5 separate regions of the Mus musculus genome follow, and regions 2, 3, 4 and 5 are each linked to region 1. Evidence: chromatin contacts called from public HiChIP or PLAC-seq and promoter capture Hi-C data. All regions are on one chromosome and are shown on one strand. The core of a region is the stretch at or near the end of the contact, and the rest is flanking DNA. Distances in the headings are between cores, read along the strand shown.

Region 1 (4,726 bases), core at 1,257-3,756:
CTGGGCTTTTGAGAACTGAAAGACTGAGTTCCAAGAAACACACCCTGAGCCCCTGAGTCCCTGAGAATGGCCATGCTGGCCCTGCCCATTACTTGGCAGTCTGAATCCCCAGGGGCCAGCCCTCCTCCTCCACAGACCTTGTGTACCGGAGAGCATCAATGGCAGGCATTCTGGCTGAAGTAACTCCCAGACTCATGTGGCAAGGAAGGAAACACTGACAACCTGCTGCCCCGTGGCTCACATTTCAGGGAGGCCACACACAGTATCTCTCACCTCATCACGGGACACAGCCAACCACACACTGGAGATAGGAACAATGTCCTTGTGGTTTCTCAATGCTGATCACGGATGTCCTGACTCTGAGGCACTGTGGCTTAGAGTTCAGTTTAGAATAGCTATTTACTCATTATTAAAGAACTTTCAGACTCATTTAATAACTAAATGGAAAGGCAATAAATAGTGACTCGCTTCTGAGTGGGTCCTTGACGTTTCGGGTGAGTCGACTCAGGTCCTCAGGACAAAAAGACACACCTACATGTGGGAAAGGAATAATTGTGGAAACTAAGGAAGTGAACCTTACTCATTGTAAACCTATGAAACATGCTGCCATCTCCTGTGCCCCCAAGTGAAATGAACTTGAAAGGGCTTAAGAGTGCCCACTCTGGTGACAGAATTCAGAACTCAGAGGACATCTCGAATGTCATGTTGGGAGTACACTTGCTTGACAAAGTAGTCCTCAACACTGCACTGTTTGAGAAAAGGAGGGGCAGGACACCCCAAAAGGCATGTATGCAGTATTGAATAATACAGTTCACTAAGGCAGGTTCCTCAGGGACAGAGGGAGGGGAACTGCAGATTCCTCTACAAACTGGGGTGTTCAGTAAGGACCCACTACTTGGAGACCTGCACCAGCCATCACTGTGTCTTAGTGTTCCTAACACCACTGCAGCCCTTTTAGGGACTGTTTTCCCAAGATGAAGCTCAGAGACAGTGACTCCACACGCCATTAGTAGAGGGTCCAAAAGCCCTGTCAAAGTGTCCTCAATGTCGCAAATTTCACTCTACGGATCTATAATCTACTACAGGTTCTGTGAAGCACACAAAAAATATTTAAAGGGTGAGTTTTGCCAGGCAGGGCAAATGCTTTATGGTCAGCATTTGAGAGGCAGAGGCAGGCAGACACCTTTAAGTTCAAAACCAAGCTGGGCGTGGTGGCACACGCCTTTAATCCCAGCACTAGGGAGGCAGAGGCAGGCGGATCTCTGAGTTCAAGGCCAGCCTGGTCTACAGAGTGAGTTCCAGGACAGCCAGGGCTACACAGAGACACACTGTCTCGAAAAAACAAACAAAAAAGTTCAAAACCAGCCTGAACCCAGTCTCAAACAACAAAAAAAGGCGAGTTTTGGGATACAGGATACGGTAATGTAAATTTATGCAAATTCCTTGTAAAGACTAGCCGTTTTAAACATCAGCTATCTCCCTATAGAATGTCAAGGAGTAGAATCCTTACACCTAACACGTGGTGGTTGGTAACAGGTGAAGGTTCGTGCCCCCCCCCCTCCCCCCAGTATCGCAGCAGACACCCTTGAGACACTGGGAAGGGTCCTGGGTCTCCACAGGCTCCCCAACACTCTGCCTGGCATAAAGTCCTTACTGGAGAATCTAGCCCCAAGTTCCCCGGGGCGGCCAGGGTCAGCTCCTTTAGTCACCCTCACCAAGGTAGCAGGAGTGAGGCAGTCCCAGACCGGTCCTAGGCATACCTGGGAGCAGATAAGAAACTTAAACAGAGAGACGCGACAACTGGCAAAAGGTCACAAAGAGAAAACACACCGTGACAGGCTAGAGTGTAAAGACACCTTGAGAGAGCCTGAGCTAACAAAAATACTCTCTTGCAGCGCCTCATCAACTCTAGCGAGCGTACAAAGGTCAAAGTTGACCAAGCCTCAGTCTTGGACACAACTTGTCAGCTCCCTGATTCCCCTCAAACAAAAACAGTGCTGGAATGCAGATGGTCCCCGAGATGCTAAGCAGGTGCCGAGGCGTCGGTTCCGACTAGCCGAGTCTTTCGTGCCTCAGGGCACGACGTTAACTTCCAGCAGAGGCTGGCTGCCTTACCCAGCTTCAAGGGAGGGCGTGAGCGCAGAGGCAGCCAAGCCCGCGGGCTGGACTCCGCCCTGGATCCGACCCGGCCGCCCTCCTCCTACTCCTCGGCCCCTAGGCCCACGGGCCTTACCCACTCTCGGAGGTTCCTGCGCGGAGGCTCCGGACAGAAGCAACAGCAGCACGGCACCGAGGAGCATCACCCAGTGCGGCGTCAGCCCAAGGTTAGCAGGCGCCATGGTGAGTGCGTCGTCGGCGGGGACCTCAGGCGACTCAACTCCAACGCCGAGCTAGGATGTTTCCACAGTAAGCGCTCCGCCTCCGTAAGCTAGCCAGACGGGCGGAGCTTGCGAGTGCGCAGCCGCTGGCTCCGCCCCCTGACCTCCGCCCGCCTACGGGCGCAGCTGAGGCTTAGCACGCCTGCGCGCTGCTGGAACTGCGGGGAGGGAGCAATAACCGGAGCGTCAGAGCAGCGCGCGTGCGTAGTAGACTACTAGGCTGGGCAGTGGACAGCGAAGCTTTGCCACTTGCTCTGGAATGGAGCTGCTGGACTCTGAGGCGGGTTCTGAGGCTCAGCTGCTCTGCCTAACACAACTGCTCTGTAGCCGCCAACCCTTGGAAACCTCTGCCAGTCCTGTTAATTCTCTGCCAGAGCCGTATGCGTGTCCAGAGGGCAGGTTTTGTGGATTTACGTTAAAACAGCATCCAAGCTGTCTCGAACTTGTTACTGAAAGGCGTTTAAATCACTGAGGGAATGTGGAGGGTGTAGCTTAGATGGTAGAATTGCTTGCCTGGCAACCAATGCATGCACAAAGCCTCCGAGTTCCATCCTCAGAACCTCACAAATGAGTCGTGATAACACACACCTATCATCTCAGCACTTGGGGGTGGAGCATTGGAAGGATCAGAAGTTCAAGGTCTTCCTTAACCAATGAGACCCTGACTCAAAGAAAACAAAACAAATCCTTATTGATAGTGACTGGGGACGCAAACTTGAAGACACAGGAGCTTTGAGTAAGAGGGTACCTTCCCTGCTTGATTGTGCATGAACCAGAGACCTAGATAGCCAGACACCAAAAAGATCAATGCGGGACTCTGGATCCCAAGTTTCTCGACTCATTAAAGACCCAGACTCCAGTAGGAGTAAGCAAAATAGGATACAAGCTTGAGCCCACCAGCTTTATGTCCATTTGATACAAGCTAGTTATGACTGTAAGTGTTGCAACTCTGAAGGGAAAGGCTTGAAGCGTTCCAGCTCCACTCCTGGTGCTGCGGCAGAAGGTTTTCCCAAAGGAAGTATAACAGTTCTGCTGCAGGAGGGGGTTCCCATGGAAAGTGTCACAGGTCTGCTCTGCAGAGGAAGACTTCTCCAGCCAAAGTGTAACAATTCTGCTTTGCCAGAGGGAGGCTTTCCCCAGTGAAAGCGTTACAGCTTTACTTCGGCCAGGCAGGTTTTCCCCAGCCAAGTTCTGTTCCGGGGAAAATGTTACAGCTCTGCTAGAGAGGCTTCCTGGCAATTGGGAGCCAAGGAATACCACAAAGTCACACGACACATGAGGCACACAAGAGATTTATGGAGAGGGAAAAAAAGCAAACAAACAACAGCAACAACAACAACAAAAACAGGAGGGCAGCTAATTCTGCTAGGGTGAAAAGCAGCAGAGAACGAAGCCAAAGGCAGAGCTTATATAGGATTTCTTGGGGGTGGGGCTTCCCGTGGAGATTTCCAGGATGAGGATTGGTGGGATTTCAATTCCTGAGCTTGGGAGGACTCAGGGTCTTTGTATCACTGAGCTGGTCCAGAGCAAGGGAAGTTTAGCAGGGCCCTGGTTAGTGCAGTGCGGGATCTGGGTGGGAAATGAGTGGGACAAAGGACACGCCCCCCTCCAGTTAGTGGTCAGAGTCTCTAAGGCAAGGTTTTGTGGCCATGTATCATTGGATTGGCCAGGGCAGGGGTTCTGGAAGATGCTTTATCTGCATATTCTGCATATTCATGGTTGTGGGGGTGAGGGAAACCTTATAAGGTCAAACAAGGAGTGAAGCCTGATAACTGTAAGGGTAATATGGTGAGGGAGCCAGCTTTCTGGTGCCAGGTTGGGAGTGGGGAGGTAGCCAATGCCTGCCATCCTTGTGTTTGAGGTATCTGAGGTTGAAGATCTCTTGACCCTTCCTCCGAAACCCTAAGCCATTATAGTTTCAGATTCAGGGATTAATGGATTTTCTAAGAGTGGGATGTAGGAGGCAGGATTGTAGGACATTTTCTTAATTAGTGATTGATGAAGAGCTCAGCTGGTTATGGTACCACTCCTGGGTGGTGGTCCTGGATTCTGTAATAAAAAGCAGTCAAGCTACCTAGGACCAAGCCAGTAAGTGGCACTCCTCCATGGCCTCTGTATTAGCTCCTATGCCAGATCTCTGCCCTGCATAAGTTCCTGTCCTGACTGCTTTCAAGGACAAACTGTTAGATGGAATTGTGAGTGACCAGAACTGAGACAGTGAGCAACCAGAGCACAGTGTGGCCATGATTGTTTAATTATGCATCCCCTCACTCTGCTCAAATTCCTCCTCCAGGAAACCTAAGCTAACCCAAAGATGGAATTGGGAACTGTGAACTTCTTTATTCTTG
Region 2 (4,726 bases), core at 1,254-3,753, 880 kb before region 1:
GGACTACTTCCTGACTGCACTGGGACTAAGGGAGAAATGCTAGTTGGTTTGTGATCTCCTGGAGTCACACTGCAGTCTGGCCACACTCTAGTCCATGTCACGTTACAGAAGGCTCAACACAGAGTGGCAAAGGCCTGAGGCTACTCCATGCCGAATGAGCAGAAAGAGGAAAAAAAAAAAAATGAAGGGACAGAAATCCTGAATAAGGCCACTTGCTTGCAGGAGCCTTATGCCAGGGAGCTCTGTCCACATTCAATCCCTAAATCCAAGTCCTCAGATGACCCACAGAGGAGGCAAGCCTATGCAGGAGAACTGAGGCTCAGCTCTGGGCTCCACGCACTGCCTGTCTGAAGGTGTCCTGCAGAATCTGAGAGCTGCGTATAAACGCCCCACAGTTCCCTGGGCTAGGGGACAGAAGGACATATGAGCTCTGAGTCACATTTATTCTTATTAACAGTGACAATGTCAACCATTCAAGAGCTGTCCTTTAGAGTTTCTTCTTAACCCTCCCTCGACCCAGCATGCCAAGCAAAAAACAACTGAATCACTAAGATGTCAAAGGTTTAAAAAAATTGTGTAATCCAGGGAGCAAGTAATTGACTAAGGTGAGAGCGCTTGGCACAAAACCAGGATTTGTGGATTCCTGGAACCCACACGGTGGAAGGAAAGAACCAACTCCTCCTGCAAGTTGTCCTCTGACCTCCGCATGTGCACCGTGGCGTGTGTGTGCACCACTCGCACTTGAATTAAATACAAATGTAAATTTAAAACTTTTTGCCCGGGCACGGTGGCACACCCCTTTAATCTCAGTACTCAGGGGGTGAAGAGTGGTAGATCTGATTCTGAGACCAACTCAGAGTACATAGCAAGTTCGAGTCCAGCCAGGACTACATAGTGAGTCCTTGCCTAAACAAACAAACAAAAGAACAGAATTTATTTATTTATTGGGTTTTTATTTTTTGAGACAGGTTTTGTCTGTATAGCCCTAGTCGTCCTGAAACTCATTCTGTAGACCAGGCTATTCTCGAACTCAGAAATCTGCCTGCCTCTGCCTCCCAAGTGCTGGGATTAAAGGTGTGAGCCACCACTGCCTGGTTAGAACAGCATTTGTAACCTCAGCAATGAGGAATAGAAACAGGTAGATCCCAGGGGCTTCATAACCAGGAAGCCTAGACAAACTAAGAGAGAACTTCCGGGTCCTAGTAGGGTATCTAAGTAAATGAATACATAAAATAAATCCAAGGCAGTTCCAGGTGTGGTGGCATACACCTTTAATCCTGGCACTCAAGTTAGGTGGGTCTCTGAGTTCAAAGCCAGCTTGGCTTAGATAGTGAGCTGGATCAGGGAGAGAGACATCATGAGACCTTGTCTCAAAAAAGCTAAAGAAAAGCTCAAAGTGAATTGCCCCTCCCTAAGTATAACACCAGAGGTCTTCTATACACATACACAAACACAGAAATGCCGGGATTATAAATGTACACCATTGCTCCAGGCTAGCAAGATTCAGTTACAAGAAATGTTTAGCACATACATAGTATCCAGCAAACGTTACTATCAGCAAGCAATTAATTATTCCTCCAATGTACTTCCATTTAGTTGATTCCAGTCAAGCCTTCCTAACAACTTGGTTCTTCTTTACAGCTTTTCTGGTGCTGGGGCCTTGGTATGCACCCCACCAACGGAGCCTCAAAACCACTTCCTTTTTCTGATCTGTTCCCCAAGCAATGGGAATGTTCCTTTCTCTTCAGAGCAGATCTGGTCCCCAGTACTCTCTCTCACCAAGATAAAGCAAACTTGACATACTGGCCTGTGCCACTGATCTGTGACCCTGGTGTGTCCGTGACCACAGGAGTGCCAAGTGTAGGTCTGGAGATGGGACAGGAAGAGAGGTGCGCTTTCCCTAGGACTGAGAGGACTTGGTGGGTAGTGAAGAGGGGAAGACCAGTGCAGCCCCTTCAAATCTGTCCCCATGAGTGGCTCTAAGCAGACTTGAGCCTAGAGAAGATCTCTTATTATATTGAGAAGGGGCACGTGACTCCTGACTCAGGGTAGCCTGAGATCAGATGCCTGTGAGCCCTACTGGGTCTGGGATTCCACGCAGGCCGCGTGGCTGGAAAGGATCTCCTGATCTCTGAGGGTCTTCAGGCTCTGGAGCTCAGTGGAAACTCTTTGGACAGCAGCTCCGGAGTATGCCACCCATGGAGTGATCAGCGCCGCGGGCCAAGGAGGTGGAACAGTGTGTACTGAAAGTACCGTGCTGTGGAGTGTGATACAGGCGAACCCCCTGACGCACAGACAGATCTGCAAAAAGGGATGTGAGGCCACGTGATGGAGCACAGAGGAAGGAGCTCATGTGCTGGATTCCACAGGTCCCGTTGCCCGGAGGGGCGGGGCCTGCGTGAGGCACCGCCTTCAGCCCGCCCCTCGCCGCGCGGGACTCGCGGGTTAGCAGCCGGCCTGTTGAGGTCAGAGGAGGCGGGGAGCGCGTCCAAGCCTAGCGACTGCGCGTGCTTAAAGCGCTCGGAGCAGAATCCGAGCGAGCGGCCTGAGCAACCCCAGCCTGTGACACCACCTGGACCACGCGCCACTACAGCTTTCCCGGCATGGAGGGCGAATGCCGGGTGCTCTCCATCCAGAGCCATGTTGTCCGTGGCTACGTGGGTAACAGAGCGGCCATGTTCCCTCTGCAGGTATGCGCTCCACTGCTTATGTAACCGGGCCGGGCTGCTCACTTGCGGGTCTACGGGTTCGCTGCGTGGCCTTTTCCGACTAATGACCTTGGCCCCCTGTGGCCATCCTTTTGGGTCCCTATTGAGCGCTGGGCGCGCTGAGGGCAGATCCTGGCGCAGGCAGGCCGGGGGCGTGGACTACCCTGGGGAGCTTACAGCGGGGTGGTGCAGGTGGCACGAAGCCCCCTGCCCGGCTGTGGCGCACACGGTAGCGCCTGAGGGTCCCTGTTGCTTCCGTCTGCCTGACCAACAGTGGGCAGGGGCTTCCCGAAGCGTTAAAATGCTGAGCTGGGAGAATCCTTTCCTTTGGGAGCGCGGAGAGCCTCTTGGTAGACACATTGGCTAGTGATTGCTCGCTCTCTGCAGACATCCACGTTCTGCTTCTACCCATTCTATGAACTTGGACCAAGGAGGAAGCTGGGCCCACGCTTGGGTCTGAACACTCTTAGGGTGGTCTGTCACCCGCAGAGATGGGGCTGGAACTCTGCACCTCCCGCGTGCTTGCTTTTATTCCTAAAAGACAGCATAGTTTGCTGAGTTTGGCTTTGGAAGCAACCTGTTAGAAGGGCTGTAGCCTTTTCTTCCCAGATCCTATCTCCTGTGAGATGTGTGATGAATGAGGCTATCTCTGATCATTTCTGGCAGGTGGTGCTTCCTGCTTGTGACTGGTTGCCCTTGGAGGGAACCAGGTTGTCATGGGCATTAGAATAGGGGTCATAGGCAATATCAGCTGACTGGAGCTTCCTTGCCTGGCCGGTCCAGCAGGAAGATTGGGCTGGCCTGGGCAACCAGGTGGTGGCCTCTTGCAATGTATCTTTTTTGGCTGGTCACTGAGCAGGGTGGCAGGTCCCCGTTCCCCTTCCGCTCATGTCTAGCCATTAAACTGATTCCTGGGAGATGTTAGGGTGTAGCCTCTGGCTACCATGGACCTGAAAGAAGGACTTGGAAGGAAAACAGGTGGCTGGAACTGCATTTAAGGACAATAGAGGACTGTCCTGAATCAGGCTTGCTTGCCAGACAAATAGAGCAATTGATTGTTATTATACAGCATAGGAGATCAAAGTCTGTAGGCAAGGGCAGTTGCTGAGTGTTTGAGCGCCTGTTGGTTGATAAACAGTGCTTCACCCACACGGTCTAGTGTAGGCATTCTTGTTCTATCCAGAATGCACTGGTCTGGTGCTTCATGCTCTTTACCTTTGCTCTCTAGCTTAAGGGGCCAGGATTGGGGTAACAAGGTCATTGAAGTAAGACTGTACTAAGGAGCCGGGTGTGGTGGCACATGCCTTTAATCCCAGCACTTGGGAGTCAAAGACAGGCGGATTTCTGAGTTCAAGGCCAACCTGGTCTACAGAGTGAGTTCCAGGACAGCCAGGGCTACACAGAGAAACCCTTTCTCAAAAAAAGACTGTACTAAGGAGCAAAGGGGCAGAGTCCTGAAGGAGGGACAGCCAGGGAGGGCGGGGCCAGGCTGAGCTTCATGCAGTTCCCTCACCTTGGGCAGAGGTGTGCCGGCTTCTGAGACCCCGTGTCCTGCGTTGCTTGCCTCTTCCACTTGCTGGTACTCTTCCTTCACCCAGCACACTGTCCCTGGGTCCCCTGGTCCTCTGTCCTCTAGACTGCACCAAGGGCTCAGTGTCCTTATTCAGGTTGAAGATATGGGGTTCCAACTGCTCAAGGGAGGGGATCCCTTCCCCTTCTCTCATTCCTCCTCCCTTTTTATTGAATTTCTCATCATGCTCCCCAATCCCACTCATCTCTCCCCCTGTACCCACCCTTTCAACCTCCCTCCCCCCAACAGTGGAAAAAAAGAAGGGCAAACAATCTCGTTGTGGAAGCTGTAGTGAGTCCCACAGTGTATCCTTATGTCCACACCGACTTTGCTTGTAAACGTTCATTGCAATGAGTCTGTCAGGTACAGGGAGGGCCTCTGCTACACCATCCATACTGAAACCACACTGGGACTCCCCTCAGATTCCCCATTGTTGCCCTGTGTCATA
Region 3 (4,726 bases), core at 1,419-3,918, 840 kb before region 1:
TGGCAGCGCCAGGATATGTAAATCGGGCTTCCTCACCTGCCCAAAAAGAAAAAAAACCGCAAACTGCCTTGGTGGAAGTCACGCGATCCCCAGTCTGGCCAATGGGCAACAGGGCGGAGCGTAGTCTAGCTGCTGATTGGCTCAGATTGGATGATGAATAAAGAGCTTGTGGCTGAAGCTCCACGTCTTCATGTCTTTATTCTTAAACCTAAAGCGAGATCCCCCAAAAGCCCCCACAATAATGAATCACTGTGTTTTTGCGATGCTGGGCATTACACCAGAGCCTGATACCAGTTTATGAACGGTTCAGTGGCTAAAGACACTTGCTGTCATTCCTCATGACCTGAGTTCAATCCCAGGAAGCAATATGGTGGAAGGAGAGACTCACCTCCAGCAGGTTGTCCTCGGACCTCCAATGTGCACCGCGGCATGAACGTATATGCTCATGAGCATATCCGCCCGTAAATAAATGTAGAAGTAAAATAAACACATCACTTGCCTTTTCTTGGTATAGCTACATTATAACTGTGATTTGTTTGTTTGGAGACAGGGTTTCTCCGTGTAGCCCTGGGTGTCCTGGAACTCACTCAGTAGACCGACCAGTCTGGCCTTAACCTCCTGAGTACTGGGATTAAAGGCATGAGCCACCACTGCCTGGTGTGACTGTGATTTTTCAAACAAAGGGGAAAAAAATTAAAACTAAGGACACAATTCATATAGTCTCTAAAAATATATATTTAGAGAGATCATATACAGTTTTCTGAAAATAATTATTTGGAAGGATGCAAAATACAACGCAGTTTGAGAATCACAACAGAAGCTGCTCAACTCCCTTCTCTCCATCACCGAGGGGGGTTTTACTACGTGGTCCCAAACACAGGTGCAAAGGAGCCCCGAATCAGAAGTAGGAGAGCTCATCGTGCCTTTCTTTGTTGGTCTGATAGGAAGACAGGGTCAAAGGCTTGTTTTCATGGGGGAGGGGTTGAAACACCCTCAAGTGCACGCATTTATCTCCACCAACATCAACCTGGAGGAAGACAGACAGACAGACATGTGAGTGAAAGGTAAGGTTCCAGTTCCAGGCTTAACCCAGCCTTAGAAACTGAGCCAGAACAGGCCACCAGCCACTAACTTAGCCAGTGATAACCCTTGTCTCCTCCTTTAAGGCCGGGAACCCTAACACCCCAAATTCATCCTCTCAGAACATGTACATGTCCCCTTAAGGGGTTCTCTGCAGGAAGTTGCAGGACACTCTGCTCTACTCTGAGACTATGTCCCCAGTTCATGCCAAGCTACTATCAGTACCCACCTTGATGAAGAGGTTGGTGCCAGCCACTATCTGTCTCTTGAAGGATATGGCTTTAAAGACATCAAACTTCTGATTTTCTTTCGATTCAAGCTGGGACTTCACCTGGATGGTGGGTGAGAAGGAAGGACTTAGATTCATGCACAGGTGCCCCCACACACACACACTGCCAGCCTTCAATACTCCTCATTCCGGGGGACATGGTAAACTGTTGGCCCCACTGATAAAGAACAACACAGCTCCTTTTTTTTGGGGGGGGGGGGGACAGGGTCTCACTATGTAGCTATGGCTGGCATGGAACTAAGCAAACTGGGCTGGCTTCAAATTCAGAGAGACTCGCCTGTCTCTGCCTCCTGAGTGCTGATGTGGCACGTGGCCAAGGTTCCCTTGCCTGGCCAGTGTGTCTGTAACATTTCCTCATTTCTAGGGTCTCATGGAGCTGACTCACTCCTTCTTGGCCACTTCAGTCAGAGCAAACACCTCCCAAGATCAGCTAGGCTTAGTGGACAGGGTCCTGGGCTTGGGGCGTGGCAGGAGAGCTGAAGAGAGGATTTGTTTAACTTTTCTTCTCTTGCTAATACCCTGAACCTCCCCCTACCTTGTACTGAATCTCTGCTCTGCTAACAGTCACAGGAAGGGCAGCCCAGGCCCAAGGTCCACCCCCTCGTTTCAGACTAGGCACAAGCAAGTTCTACAACTTCTGGTTTTGATCCTTTTTTTTTTCCCTGAGGGGCGGTGTTGGTGATGGTGGTGGTGGTATCAGTTGAATTCCTGCCACTGAGCTAAACAGTCCTAGCTCTTTCTTTTGAGGAGACAAGCACAGTAGCCCAGTCTGGCTTTCTCTTGTTTAGGCCTGGGTGTAAGTCAAAAAGGTGCCGTCTAGGTTCTAACAGCTGCCTTCCTGAATTCTCTGGGACCACCGGATCCCTCCACCGATCCCGGGGCTAGTTCCCTAATAGGTGAGTGGCCCTCTTGTATGCAAGCGGCAGAAGACTCGCCCCAGTTCCCGGCCCTGAATCTTCCAACCAGATCCAGAGCCCCCAGCTCCCAGTCACACTTGTGGCCGCCCCGGAAACCCGCTGCAGGACCTGACCAGTCTGGGCAGGCCGGTCCCTGAGGCCGCCGGGTCTCCGCAGGCCTGGCTCAGACTGGCCTGACCTGGGCCCAGCCTCACCTGGTCGGCGACCTCCTGCGTCTCGGCCGTGGCTGGCATTGTGGCAGATGGCGCGCCACACATCATCTTGGCAGCAGTAGTCGGGGTAGCACGGAGAAGCTGAAGACAGATCCAACTAGGAGACCTGGGTGCCTGGACCCTAGAAAAACCTGGCTTGGCTCCGCCCCCCCGGACCCGTAGCACGTGACAGAGCGACGGGGCGGGGCGCCGCACCCTCTCGCTCGCTCTCTTTACTGTCACCACCCTCCGTTCCAGGCAGAGTCAGGAGACCCAGGCTGGGCGTGGGCGGAGGGTGAGGCATGGTGGGTGCTTCACGTCCTTTCCCTGAACGGACGCTAAGAAGGGTTTGGAGGCTGGGAGTCCTGATTGCCCCTCAATGGTCGTGAAGTGATTGTAGGAGTATCTCTGACCCGGCTTAGGGGCTTCCGGGTCCTCACAGGATGCAGAGATGTGAGAAGGGGTCCTAGTCTTTCCATGGAGTAGGTGGACACGAAGTACAGCCCTGGACATCTCAATTTCCCCTTGTCCTGTGACTATTAAGTGGGGGTCTTGATGGGTCCCTATCCCTCCTTCCATAGAGTGGATACAGAAATAGATGATTGAGGACCTAGAAGTCTCAGATCCCTGTTCCTTGACCCCTGGCCCCATCCTTTCCTCCCCTCCCCAACGTGGACTTAGTTTTTGGGTCCGGATAACCCCATGAAATAAGAGCTTATCTGGGAATTCCATTCTTTTTGAATGACATGGCCTTGTCAGGCGGTAGGCGGGGCTTGGGGATCCCAGCCCCAGCCCCACAGAGCTGGGTAGGTGGTCTATTCTGGGTGAGACTCTATTCTCACACACCCAACACAGGCTGGGAACCATGAGGACCCCGGATATGCCCTCTGTCAGTGCTCTTACTTGAGTGACCTTCAAACCCGAGTTTCCGTTTGCAAAACTGTCACAGTTGGATAGCAGGACATGATGGTATACACCTGCAATCCTGGCACTTGAGAGGCTAAGCTAACCTGACTATGCAGTGAGACCTTGGCTTAAAAAAAATAATTTGGGGGTGCAGAGGTAGCTCATGGTAAGGGGCTTGCCACGGAAGTGCGACAGCCTGAATTTGATATTTGGAACCCAGTCAAAGAGCCAAGTGAGGGGCTGGAGAGATGGCTCAGCAGTTAAGAAAACTGGCTGCTCTTCCAGAGGACCTGAGTTCAATTCTCAGCTCCCACATACTAGCTCACAACTCCAGTTCCATGGGATCCTATTTCTCCACCCCCTGGCCTCAATGGGCACTAGGGATGCAAGTGGTGCCCAGACATACATGGAGACTTGTGGTGGTGGCAGTCAACCCAAACTAAAACAGAAGTTAGTACCAGACACTGGAGTATTGCTGGGATTAGGCCTGGCCATGCTTTTGTTTGGAGGAATGTGGATTTTGGGTTAGAAAAGCAATTGATCACTTAATAGTTCATAGGGCCATAGTAGTAGGAATATGGAAGACAGTGGTGATGAAGGTGATGTGAGCTTTGGGGGTCTGGTTCAAGAGGTTTCAGAGGACAAAACTATTTGTATGTGGCCTACAGACTGTTCTCGAGCTTTGGCTAAGAACGTGGTTGCTTTTTTGCTCTTGTCTAAAAAGTCTTCGTGAGGCTAAATTTAAGTCTTTGGGATTAGTTGAGCTGGCAGAGGAAATTTCAAAATGGCCCAGTATCGACTCTCTTGTGTGGTTGTTAGTGGTCACTCTTATGAAGATCTATAATGAAAAGGAGCAAGCTGAGGAAGTAAAAAATACAAAATGTACAGAAAAGGGGGCACCAGGAAGTGGAAAGGAGCTAAATCCTGTTTTTTAAGGAGTTAAACAGGTAACAGAAAAGCCAAATGTTTACATAAAGGGAATGGTGACTTCAGGGCAAGAGTCTGCCCAGCTAAGCTTTCAGCCTGTGAAAAGGAATTAAAAGAAAGTTTAGAGCCAGGTGTGGCGGTGCATGCCTTTAATCCCAGCAGTTGTGTGAAGCCAGTTTTGTCTTCAGATCAAGTTTCAGGACAACCAAGCTCAGGCAGTGAAGGAAAGCAGGGGGTCAGTTCCCAGCCTCAGCAAGCAGCAGAACTTGGCAGCTTCGGTCACATGGTTCTGGCTTTAGAGGCAAGGATAGAAGACAGGGGTTATGGAATCTCCCTCTGAGGTCAAGGGAAGCTGCTGAGGCCAGGTATTGTCATGGGTGGAGGCCTATAGAGGCCATCACGTGAAGCTATGAAGC
Region 4 (4,726 bases), core at 1,603-4,102, 770 kb before region 1:
TTTTTGTCTCTGTGTAGCCTTGGCTGTCCTGCAACTTGCTCTGTAGTCCAGACTGGTCTCAAACTCACCTCAAATTCAGACTGGCCTCAAACTCACCTACCTCTTTGTCCTGAATGTTGGAGGAGGACCAGGTGGGATCACAGGCTTAGAAGATCAAAACATAGGCCAAAAGGGTCCAAGAAATCCTTTCTGAGCTAGCTAGAACAGATGGGAGTTGCCTGTGTATTTACTGTAAACAGAATCTATAATCTCCATTGTGAAATCCACTAAGTTATGGGGTCACTGATGGGAAAGGAGTTTGATTAAACCCAAACGTTATACTTCAGCCTTAAGTGTTATTTTAACCCTTTTGTTTGAAATACTTGAAAAGGAGTCTTGTACAGTTTTAGTGGGAGAGGATGTGTTTTTGTGCCCAGTCCTGCTGTGACTTGATATGTCAGGGTGGGTTGGCACCCACCTCTTCTTAGAGAAGGGGAGGGGGTGGGCGGAAGAACTGTATGAGGAAGGACTGGGAGGAGGGGGGCTGCCATTGGGATGTAAATTAGTGTGTGTGTGGGGGGGGAGGGAAGGAGCCTTGGCTCAATGTAGGTAATCTTTATAGCAAAGTCTGCTGAGATGCAGCTTTCAGCTCATAAACATCAACCCCTCTGGATAAGGGGTTGTTCTCCCTTCCCATGCTTAAACTTTCCCCATTTCTCTTTTCTGTCAGCTCAGCCTCTGCCTTCCAGACAGCTTGGCTGAGTCATGCAGCCTCTTCAACTCTTCTGTAGCCACCCTGTCACCTGTTAAAGGAGTCTAGTGGTGTGATGAGTTATTAAAGTTAGTAATTAAGATCGTGTTGGAGTGAAAGAACCTGTTTGCTGGTGGTCACAGCAGCTTATGTAGTTGAAGAGAGCTGGGGATTTATTACTCAGTAAATTGTGACATTATGGGAAGGCACATACTTTCCTGTCTGTTACTGCCCTAGAACAGGAGATCCTGCCCAGAACAGAAGCTTTTACAGGTAGGCAGCTCGCCCTGTGGTATATGGCCTAAGTCGTTTTCAAGTGAACTTGGAAAATAGGGCTTGGATCCCAAGGCCTGAGCAGGCAAGAGGCCACACAGGTTTCAAGTGGTGTGCAGATGGCCTGGTCCTGATGCAGCATCTGAGCCTGCACAGTCCTTCTTGGCCTGTTTTAGGATCAGTCCCTTGCCTGGTGAGGGAAGGAGACTCAGGTGGCTGTTGGTCCTCAGATCCGATGACTCACTATGGACGGAACAGGCTTCTTAGAGAAGAGGGTCCTGACCTTCTTCTGACCCAAGGCTGACCCTAGGAAGACCCTGGACTAGGTTAATTGAGGTTTCCTCCTGGATTGGTTGTGGATACAATGTTGCTAGTCAGTTGCCAACTATAAATAAATCAAAGGGTACAGCACGTGGGAGTGAAAAGCGATCCTGGTGCCTTACCAGGCACTGGGGACAATCCTACAGGATTCCAGGATGGGATCCTTACTTGGGGGCAGGATGGGGTGTGTGTTGGGAGTGGGGTCCAGGAGGATAAGGGAAATGGGGTCTAATTAATTGGCGGGGAACCCCCAAATTTCCAGGCGTCCCCAGGAGGACTCAGAAGGAAGGGGAGTCTAACCTGAGCCATCAAAACATCCTGGGTCTCAAGGGGACCTCCGGGACTGGGAAGGGGTCTAGGCTGAGGCTCAGAATGATTTCAGGAGGCTGAACGGAGGCAAATCCAGGCTGGGCCTAGGAATATTCCAGTTCTTGGGGGAGGCAACCCAGGAGGACTCCAGGGAACCATCGGGGGTCCAAGTACGGCCCAGGAACACCCCGAAGAACTTCAGGGGGACAAGGGGATCCAGGCTGGGCCCAGGAACACCGCAGTACCCCAGAAGGACTTCAGTGGGCTAAAAGAGGGGATTCAAGCTGGGCCCAGGAACACCCCAGTGGGACTCCGGAGGACCGCAGGCAGCTGAAAGGGAGTCGGACTGGGTCTAGGAACATCCCGCTGGCCAGGGAGGGTGGAGGCTGCTCCCGCGGGGCGCGCCTCGCGTCCCCTCCCCCGCTTGCTGTCCGTTGGCCGAGGCGGTCGCCGCTGCGCCGCGGGCCGCGACTCCTCCCCCGCGCGTCGGTCCGCGCGTGTCCCCGCGTCCCCGCGCCTGGCGTCCCGCGCCGGCGGAACTGTGGGATCGCCGCGCACAGGAAGTGGCGGCGGCGCCGAGGCGGAGGGCGGCGATGGGGGCCCGGGGCGGCGGGCGCCGCACTCGCTGAGGCCCCGACGCAGGGCCGGGCCGGGCCCAGGCCGCGCGCGCCCGACGCGAGAACCGCGACCAGCAGGTGGAGTGCAGGTGAGCCGCGCCGAGCCCGGCCGAGCCGCCGGAGGTCGTCCCCCGCCCGCGGTCGCCGGGCCCCGCCGCAGTGGCCGGCTGCGCTCCGCGGGGCGCGCGGCCTGGAGAGCGCGGCGCCTGGAGGCTCCGGGTCCCGCCCGGCCCCTGTGCGGCCTGCCCGGCCCGCCGGTGCTGTGCGGGGTGCGCGGCGGCCTGGGGATGCGGGCGATCGGGTAGAGATGGGGATGCGGGGCCCGACGAGAGGGCCTGGGCGGCCTTGGGGCCCCTCTCCGGGGGGAACCTTGCTCGGCTCCCGGCTCCTCGCTCTGGGGGAGCCCCCCATGCCTGATTTCGGGGCCCTGTGGGCTAGTTTCACTTTTTTGCTTGCTCAACGCGGAGGGAGGGCTGCAGGTGGGACGCCCTGGAGGAAGGTGCGAGGGCTCGGTTGTTGTTGTTTTTTTTTTTTCTTGACTTTGGCGTTTGAGACCAAAGGCCGACTGTGAATTTCCACGTTTCACTCAGGCGCTGGGGTCATTCAGTAACCAGAGCCTCTGGAGGAAAACACCTGTCCACGGTGGGCCTGGAGCCCCGGAGCAGTTGACCCCAGGTACCTACGACAGGAGGATTGTGAACACTTAAGCTGGGTGGAAAATATATTCAGGTTTCCTTTTTAACTTCGAGAGAAGTTTAGGGGCACAGGGAAATGATTTTAGAAATGGCCTTTCAAACCTAACTTTTTAAAGCAGTGTGGAAAGTCTTCTCTAAGAGAATACTTAAGAGACTGGGTTCTTCTTCCTGGGAAACGAGAAGGCTACTTGGATTTGAGACAGATTGGAATGACTCGTCCAGAGCCAAGATCTTGGATTCTGGGATTGGACACAGGGTGCCGGTTGGGGGTGCTGGGTTGGTGGCTGTTGGAACTGAGTGGAAGCAGCTCTTTCTGCTTCGATGACATTGGGAAATGGACTGTGCCCCTTTCAAAGGGGTCTCTGTGCACTTTGATCACTCCCTTACTGTCCCTTCCCCTTATTAGGTAAGCAGGACTCCTTCCAACTTTAGGATTTAGCCTATAAGATTGATTCCTAGTATCACACTCTGTGCTTTGTAATTACGTTGTTTCCAAAGGCAGTTACATGCAATGGCTTTGCCAGCCTCTCTTTGGTCTTGGTGGCATGTGCTCCTCAGCATGGCTATGTTCAGCAGGTGGATGTCAGCTGGATGTCTGACCTAACTCAGTCTGGACCTACTGGAGGCCTTGTGTGTGGCCCCCACCTGCTCTTATCTGTACAGCAGCAGGGCAGAAGGTCTAGGTCTTAGAAGTTGCCTGTGGAATTGGTGGGAAGTGGGTTAAATACAGTGTCTCCTAGGGAAGGAAGATGGGAGGGATGCTGGAAATGAAGGGAGGTCTCTGTCTCACCCTAAGCTGCTCCCAGATAACAGGCCCAGCACCTGGGAAGGACAGTGCCTGTGTGTTCTAGGGGACTGGGGAAACTGAACAGAAAGTAACTGATCTACTTCAGAAGTTACAAAAGGAGCATCTACTGCAGTAGAGGAGTTGTTTACTTCTTTTCTGGGGCATATAGCTGCGACTCTGTGCTAACAGACTCTGAAACACACTGGGGTCTGAGGAGCAAGGCTAGCCACTTGTCCTGGATTATGTCACAAATCTCCACAGCCAGAATTTAAATGAAGAGCAAAGGGACTCTGATTTCCTCCAGCCCAGTCAGGGTAGTAAAAATCTGTATACATCTGTCTCTGGCCCACTTGGAGGCAGGTAGGGCATAGTAAGATCTTTGTATAGTATGGGATGAGCAAAGATGGAAGTTTATTGTTGTTTCAGGAGTTAGAATGGCATCGTTAATCCAAGCTCACTCCTAACAAGTTGGTGCTGGTTAACTGGTCCAGCCTCTCAGAGGATGGAGCTGGTACCAACTGTGTGTGTTCCCTTCTCCGACGGCTTTGCAGTGTCACTGCTTTTTCAGATCCAGTGCTGGACCCTTGGCATCCCCTACTCTCTCTCTTGCCAGAGCAATGGCTGCTTTCCCTGCATTCCTTGTGTGTACCCCACACTACTTTCCCTTCTCTCAAACGCTGACAGACTCTGAACCACATTTTGGCCTTTGCATACCTCTGTGATGTTTCCCATCTCATTCTGTGGGTGGCGAGGTTTGAACAGCTTGTCTCTGGGTGTGACCGGCCACATTAGGCCAGCGGCATCTTGCTGACTCGTCTGACATGAGCCCCGTAGCTGCTTAGTCTTCTCATTAAGAAGTTTCTGCTGCTCTAGGGCTGGGCTGAGTTCTGTCAAACATTTACTTAGGGACTCGGACTCCATGGGGGTTTGTCCTCATCCATTAACCGAAGAGCACTGGGACCATATAAATGATTTTCCCCTGATTTGTAAAGTG
Region 5 (4,726 bases), core at 1,618-4,117, 590 kb before region 1:
CTTAGCAAGGTGCATGGTGCCAATCTTTCCCTGGCTGGCGCGCCTGTGACTCCACAGCTCCTTAAGAGAGTACTCTTGCCCCTCCATCTCCTTCTGAGCATTGCTGCTGTCTGGTTTATGTCCAAGGCATTGGCATGACTGGCTTTGTGAGGTTTGCGAGGCAGCCCTGTATAGGTCGCATGACACCCACAAGTTTAATGTGCAGCTGTTCCTTTCTACTGGCTTCTGCCCCACTCATGGTTCTGGGAGATAGGGCCAGAAACGTGCCCTTTGTCCTGTGAATGTGGAGAATCAGCCCCCTGCCTCTGTCAGTGGAATGCCTCTGTAATGGAAGGGCCAGCAAGGAGAGCAGGCCAGATGCTGCACTACACCGGGTAGAGCTGGAACTGAATTAAGGAGGGAATAAGTTTTGGGGACAGCTGCACCTGATCCTGCTGGTGGCAGCCGAGCAGGATGCTGGTGCTGACCTAACGCCTTCTGTCCCCAGCTGTGACTGGAACCGCTTCAACATCCAGTACGTGCTGGCAGTTTCCAAGCAGCGGGGCATGAAACGCACCCTGGAACCTGTGGACACAGAAGAGGACTCAGATGCATCTGATGAGGACAGTCTGCACCTACTCAGAGCTGCAGGTGAAGAAGAGGAAGAGGAGATGCTGATATAGAACCATATATTTCACGGCCTGATTGGCTGGAGATGAAACCACTGTGCTCCTGGGCCCAGGAAGTGGGAGGTGCCAGAGACCCCGAGACCCTCCAGCCCGGACTCTTCCTGTGAGACTGCTCATGCTGCCATGAGACAGCAAGCCAACCTTTCAGGGCCGGGACCAGGATACAGCGGGCACACTTATGCTTTGGGCCCAGAATGCTTGCGTTGTGGATGGCCCTGCACAGACTTCCTAGGGAAGGTTTAGAAGTGTGGACTTGCAAACTTTCTGTCAGAGTTATTTATATTTTTAATACGATGCTCTAAGGATGAATTTCGGGTTGGGAAGAGCTTTTTTGTAAATGTGAGGACTTTGCTTCTCAACTTTGAGTTTCCGGTGTTTCTAATGTGTCCTGGGTGAGACATTGTCTTCAAGTAAGCAGGGAGATCGGTGACTGCTCGGGCCTGTGGCCCTGATATCTGTAAGTAGTGAAGAAATGGTGTGTGCTGGGCTGACCCCAGCGGGTGGCTGTGACAGCCCAAGGCTGGCCAGGGAAGCTTGGACTGATCTTTGCCAGTATGTACAGGTTATGTGGGAGAAGGGACATGCCTGAGTGGTGCTTTACCGATACTTCCTGTTCATGGGGTTGACCAGGCCCAGCATGTCACTCGCCAGTGAAGAGACCCACAGGTGCCAACTCATGCTGATAACTATTCACTGGCCTCTGTCCAGGCCACAGGAATGGATCTGTGTGGCACCTGGTGCACTGAGAGCCATTAGCTGTCGCACCCTTGTCATACTCAGGATACACTGATACTATACTGTCTTGGTCACCTGGAACCCGCTCAGGCTTGAACACCGTTATGGGGAGAAGCCAGAGCTTAGCCTGGTGTCGCCAGGTTTCCTGTTCTGCAGAGCATTTCTCTGTGTAGCTTGGGGTAGAAAAGGAAACTGCTTCTTATGTGCCCAGGGACAGCCAGGCCCCTGGCCGCCCAGACAAGGACCCGCTTGTTTTGGTGCCATCTTGGGATCCCCATCTGCAGTACAAATACAGTTTTATGAAGCTTTACTGGTTTTGTCTGTGTGTGGTATGAATGTGGAACTGAGGGCCCAGGGAAGGGCAGGCAAGTAGTGCTGAACCATGCTTCAGCCATCACCATACATCTCATACATCTCATCCAGTTTAATTCTCATACCAGAAACTGGGCTCAGTTTGGAGTATTTTACAAGTCTGCTCCGTGGTAACCATGCCCACTCCACCCCTGTGGACAGCCAGATGCAAATTGCCTGACACTGCTCCACCCCTCCCCCCAACTACTGTCCCCTGAAACTGAATAATCCCTGACTCGCTGTAATGGTGTTGGGCCACCAAACCCACTTCTGTATGCTCCCTGGCTTCTGCATATACTGTGCATCCCAGGCCTAAATGTCTCCTAAATGTGAAAGGGTTCCCATCTTAAGATGGGAACACCCAGCAGCTAATTATCCCTAGGAGTTGAGAGAAGCCAGGTCACCTTTGACAGCCTTCACTGTGGCTAGGGAGAGGCAGTGAAACTCTGGGAGTTATCTGGTCATTACCCCGATGGACACCGGACTGTATGCAACTATAGCAATCACATTGATTCAAAATAGGAAATGGAAGGTACGATGCTCAGCTCAGCTCTTCACTGAATCGTGACTGGCAGAACTGTGGCCTGTGAGGAAGCTGCAGAGGTACCCAGAACACAATGGCAGGAGCAATTTACGATTGCACCGTGAGGGCGCGGGGCTTGCTCTGACCCCGTTATTTAAAATCAGTTTTTAGTCATTGCATAGACTGGAATTGCAATAGGTAGTCAAGGTGGCCTACACCAAGATGAGCGCCCTTCAAACATTAACTAGGCAGACCGGGCCGCTCAACAAGGTCGATCGCAGGAAGGTCCTAACCTGGCATACTTGCTTGCTTGCCCTCTCAAAACCGAGAAGAGGCGTGTCCCAGCTCGGTCGGTCATTGAGCTGGAGAAGTCCAGCCAACCGGTCTCTTAGGTGAGGGGGGGCGTGTCCTGAGATCTGTGGCCCCTCCCTCCCGCTAGTCCTCCAGGGAAAAAGGTGCTGGGTTTCCCGTACGCCGTCGGTCACTGCGCAGGCGCGGCCCCACCCACTGGCCCTCTCCAGAAAGGGGTTGTTACGCGCTCCTCCATTGGCCAGGCGCGACCCCGCCCCACGGCGCACGTTCTCCTGACACCACTGTGGCTGGCTGCCCTTCGTGATGGCTGCCGTCAGGGTTTTGGTGGCGCCAAGGCTGGCTTCTGCGCTCCTACCGCTCTCCAGATACCACCGGGCTCCCTCCCAGCGCGCAGCCCTTCACAGCTCCGCACCGCGGCCCGGGGCCAGGGTGGCGTTGGTGAGTGCAGAGCCAGACTCCCAGGCCGAGTGCCTTCCCTTGCTAGGTCCCCGCAGCCTGGGGTCGACCAGCTGTCCGCCCAAGGTCGGCTCTTGGTGGGGTTCAGCCTCCCCTCCCTCGGTAATTGCGTGTTGGGCCCTCGCCCTCGTCAGTGCCTCTCTTCCTGCAGGTGCTGTCGGGCTGTGGAGTCTATGACGGAACCGAGATCCATGAGGCCTCAGCGTAAGTCCTCAGAGTTTGTAAACACTCTCTTGGTTTAAAAGGCAGAAATGGCCAGAGGGTGACCAAGCGCAGTGGGTTCACATCGTGATAAGTCCAAAGCCAAAGTTAGCACAGCCAAGACACAAAAGATGCCACCCGGACCCTGGGTGAAGGCAGAATGCCTGGCAGCAAGCTGGGGTCTTGAACATACCCAAAATGCAACACCTGCGGAGTCAACAACCCTCGCTGCTCATCAGTCAGTAAAAGGATGCCTTGCCTACTTATTCTGGTTCTACCCTTACCTTGCAGAAGTCTGTAAGCGGCAGGAGCCGTGCCTTCGTAAAAGCAACTAGGTGTCCTATAAACTAGGAATTCCCCAGCACTTGGTGCCAGTCCATCTGTAAAATCGTCATGCTGTGAGGCCGGAGGACACATTTGGAAGTGATGTCTTTGTGGATTTTCTTCATATAGGATCCTGGTGCACCTGAGCCGAGGCGGGGCTGAGGTCCAGATCTTTGCTCCCGATGTCCCTCAGATGCACGTGATTGACCACACCAAGGGGGAGCCTTCTGAGAGGGAAAGCAGGTATGGGTAGGGAAAGGACCTTACAAGAGCCCTGTTCCCATGAGCAGCTCCTGTACTGTAGCCTTCCTGATTATGTGATCAAGTGTCTGTCCCTCAAAGCAACTGTCATCCGGCTGTTCTGGAAATACATGGCCATGGGCCAAATGTTTCTGACCTCCCCGTGACCGTTACAGGGGTAGCAGTAGCCTTTGGGTGTGAGGTGGTCATGCTCTGCTCTGGCTAGTCCCTGTGTGGTACTGTGTTCCCTTTATCTTGTTGCTTTGTTTTTGGCAGGGAGGGGTTGTTTGTTTTGTTTTGTTTTCCCAAAGTTTCTCTATGTAGAGAGACTGTCCTGGAACACACTCTGTAGACCAGGCTGGCTTTGAACTCTGATCCTCCTGCCTCTGCCTACTGAGTGCTGGGATAAGAGGCATACTCCACCACTGCCTCGGGTTTTTGTTTTTGTTGTTTGTTTGAGACAGAGTCTGTTTGGCCCTCACAGGCCTGGAACTCACTATATACAGACCAGGGTGGCCTTGGATTCCTAGAGATTCTCTTGTCTTTGCCTCCAAAGTGTTGGTGGGATCAAAAGCAGTTGACTCTATGCCCAGCACAACTACATTTTTTTATTTTAAAGATTTATTTATTTGTTATATATAAGTATGCTGTAGCTATCTTTAGACACACCAGAAGAGGGCATCAGACCCCATTATAGATTGTTGTGAGCCACCATGTGGTTGCTGGGATTTGAACTCAGGACCTTTGGAAGAGCAGCCAGTGCTCTTAACCACTGAGCCATCTCTCCAGCCCACAACATTTCTTATCTGAGGCTTGGTTGCAGGGTAGGGGCTGAGACTGAAAAGGTAAGAGAGAGGAACTGCAATTTAACTACCAAGGCTGTCTTTAGGGAGTTCCTCTTCTGTCTAGAACCCTG

The links. Promoter capture Hi-C pulls out the DNA fragments that hold promoters and counts their contacts. HiChIP or PLAC-seq counts read pairs in DNA pulled down with a chosen protein or histone mark. Capture Hi-C pulls out chosen DNA fragments and counts their contacts.
Region 2: a contact with region 1 is called in a FOXA1 HiChIP or PLAC-seq map of pancreatic cancer cells. The contact joins the promoter of Pdxk here to the promoter of Pttg1ip in region 1. A contact is called at or near these places in 1 of 115 datasets of contacts at active chromatin or transcription factors (pancreatic cancer cells) and 2 of 9 other capture datasets (adipose tissue and liver).
Region 3: a contact with region 1 is called in a promoter capture Hi-C map of adipose tissue, with 3 times the contacts expected there. The contact joins the promoter of Cstb here to the promoter of Pttg1ip in region 1. A contact is called at or near these places in 2 of 39 promoter capture datasets (cranial neural crest and pre-B cells), 3 of 115 datasets of contacts at active chromatin or transcription factors (bone marrow-derived macrophages, memory CD8 T cells and pancreatic cancer cells) and 1 of 9 other capture datasets (adipose tissue).
Region 4: a promoter capture Hi-C map of pre-B cells shows a contact between it and region 1, with 2.4 times the contacts expected there. The contact joins the promoter of Agpat3 here to the promoter of Pttg1ip in region 1. A contact is called at or near these places in 1 of 39 promoter capture datasets (pre-B cells) and 1 of 9 other capture datasets (liver).
Region 5: a promoter capture Hi-C map of pre-B cells shows a contact between it and region 1, with 5 times the contacts expected there. The contact joins the promoter of Gatd3a here to the promoter of Pttg1ip in region 1. A contact is called at or near these places in 12 of 39 promoter capture datasets (the 3T3-L1 cell line, 3T3-L1-derived adipocytes, the C10 cell line and 8 more), 4 of 115 datasets of contacts at active chromatin or transcription factors (bone marrow-derived macrophages, embryonic forebrain, embryonic midbrain and 1 more) and 2 of 9 other capture datasets (adipose tissue and liver).

What each region holds. Positions count from the first base shown.
Region 1 is chr10:77,579,435-77,584,160 of GRCm38.p6, reverse strand. It overlaps Pttg1ip (pituitary tumor-transforming 1 interacting protein), which reads right to left and starts at 2,506. Exons shown (of 6, transcript NM_145925.3): 1 at 2,234-2,506. The coding sequence starts at 2,339.
Region 2 is chr10:78,462,725-78,467,450 of GRCm38.p6, reverse strand. It overlaps Pdxk (pyridoxal (pyridoxine, vitamin B6) kinase), which reads left to right and starts at 2,503. Exons shown (of 11, transcript NM_172134.2): 1 at 2,503-2,690. The coding sequence starts at 2,604.
Region 3 is chr10:78,423,612-78,428,337 of GRCm38.p6, reverse strand. It overlaps Cstb (cystatin B), which reads right to left and starts at 2,668. Exons shown (of 3, transcript NM_007793.3): 1 at 2,481-2,668; 2 at 1,310-1,411; 3 at 716-1,027. The coding sequence starts at 2,546. The coding sequence ends at 899.
Region 4 is chr10:78,349,826-78,354,551 of GRCm38.p6, reverse strand. It overlaps Agpat3 (1-acylglycerol-3-phosphate O-acyltransferase 3), which reads left to right and starts at 2,852. Exons shown (of 10, transcript NM_053014.3): 1 at 2,852-2,925. Gm40709 (a long non-coding RNA gene) reads right to left here and starts at 2,069. Exons shown (of 3, transcript XR_871856.3): 1 at 1,625-2,069; 2 at 945-1,388.
Region 5 is chr10:78,167,896-78,172,621 of GRCm38.p6, reverse strand. It overlaps Gatd3a (glutamine amidotransferase like class 1 domain containing 3A), which reads left to right and starts at 2,867. Exons shown (of 7, transcript NM_138601.3): 1 at 2,867-3,027; 2 at 3,197-3,249; 3 at 3,700-3,813. The coding sequence starts at 2,893. It overlaps Pwp2 (PWP2 periodic tryptophan protein homolog (yeast)), which reads left to right. Exons shown (of 21, transcript NM_029546.2): 21 at 488-1,712. The coding sequence ends at 662.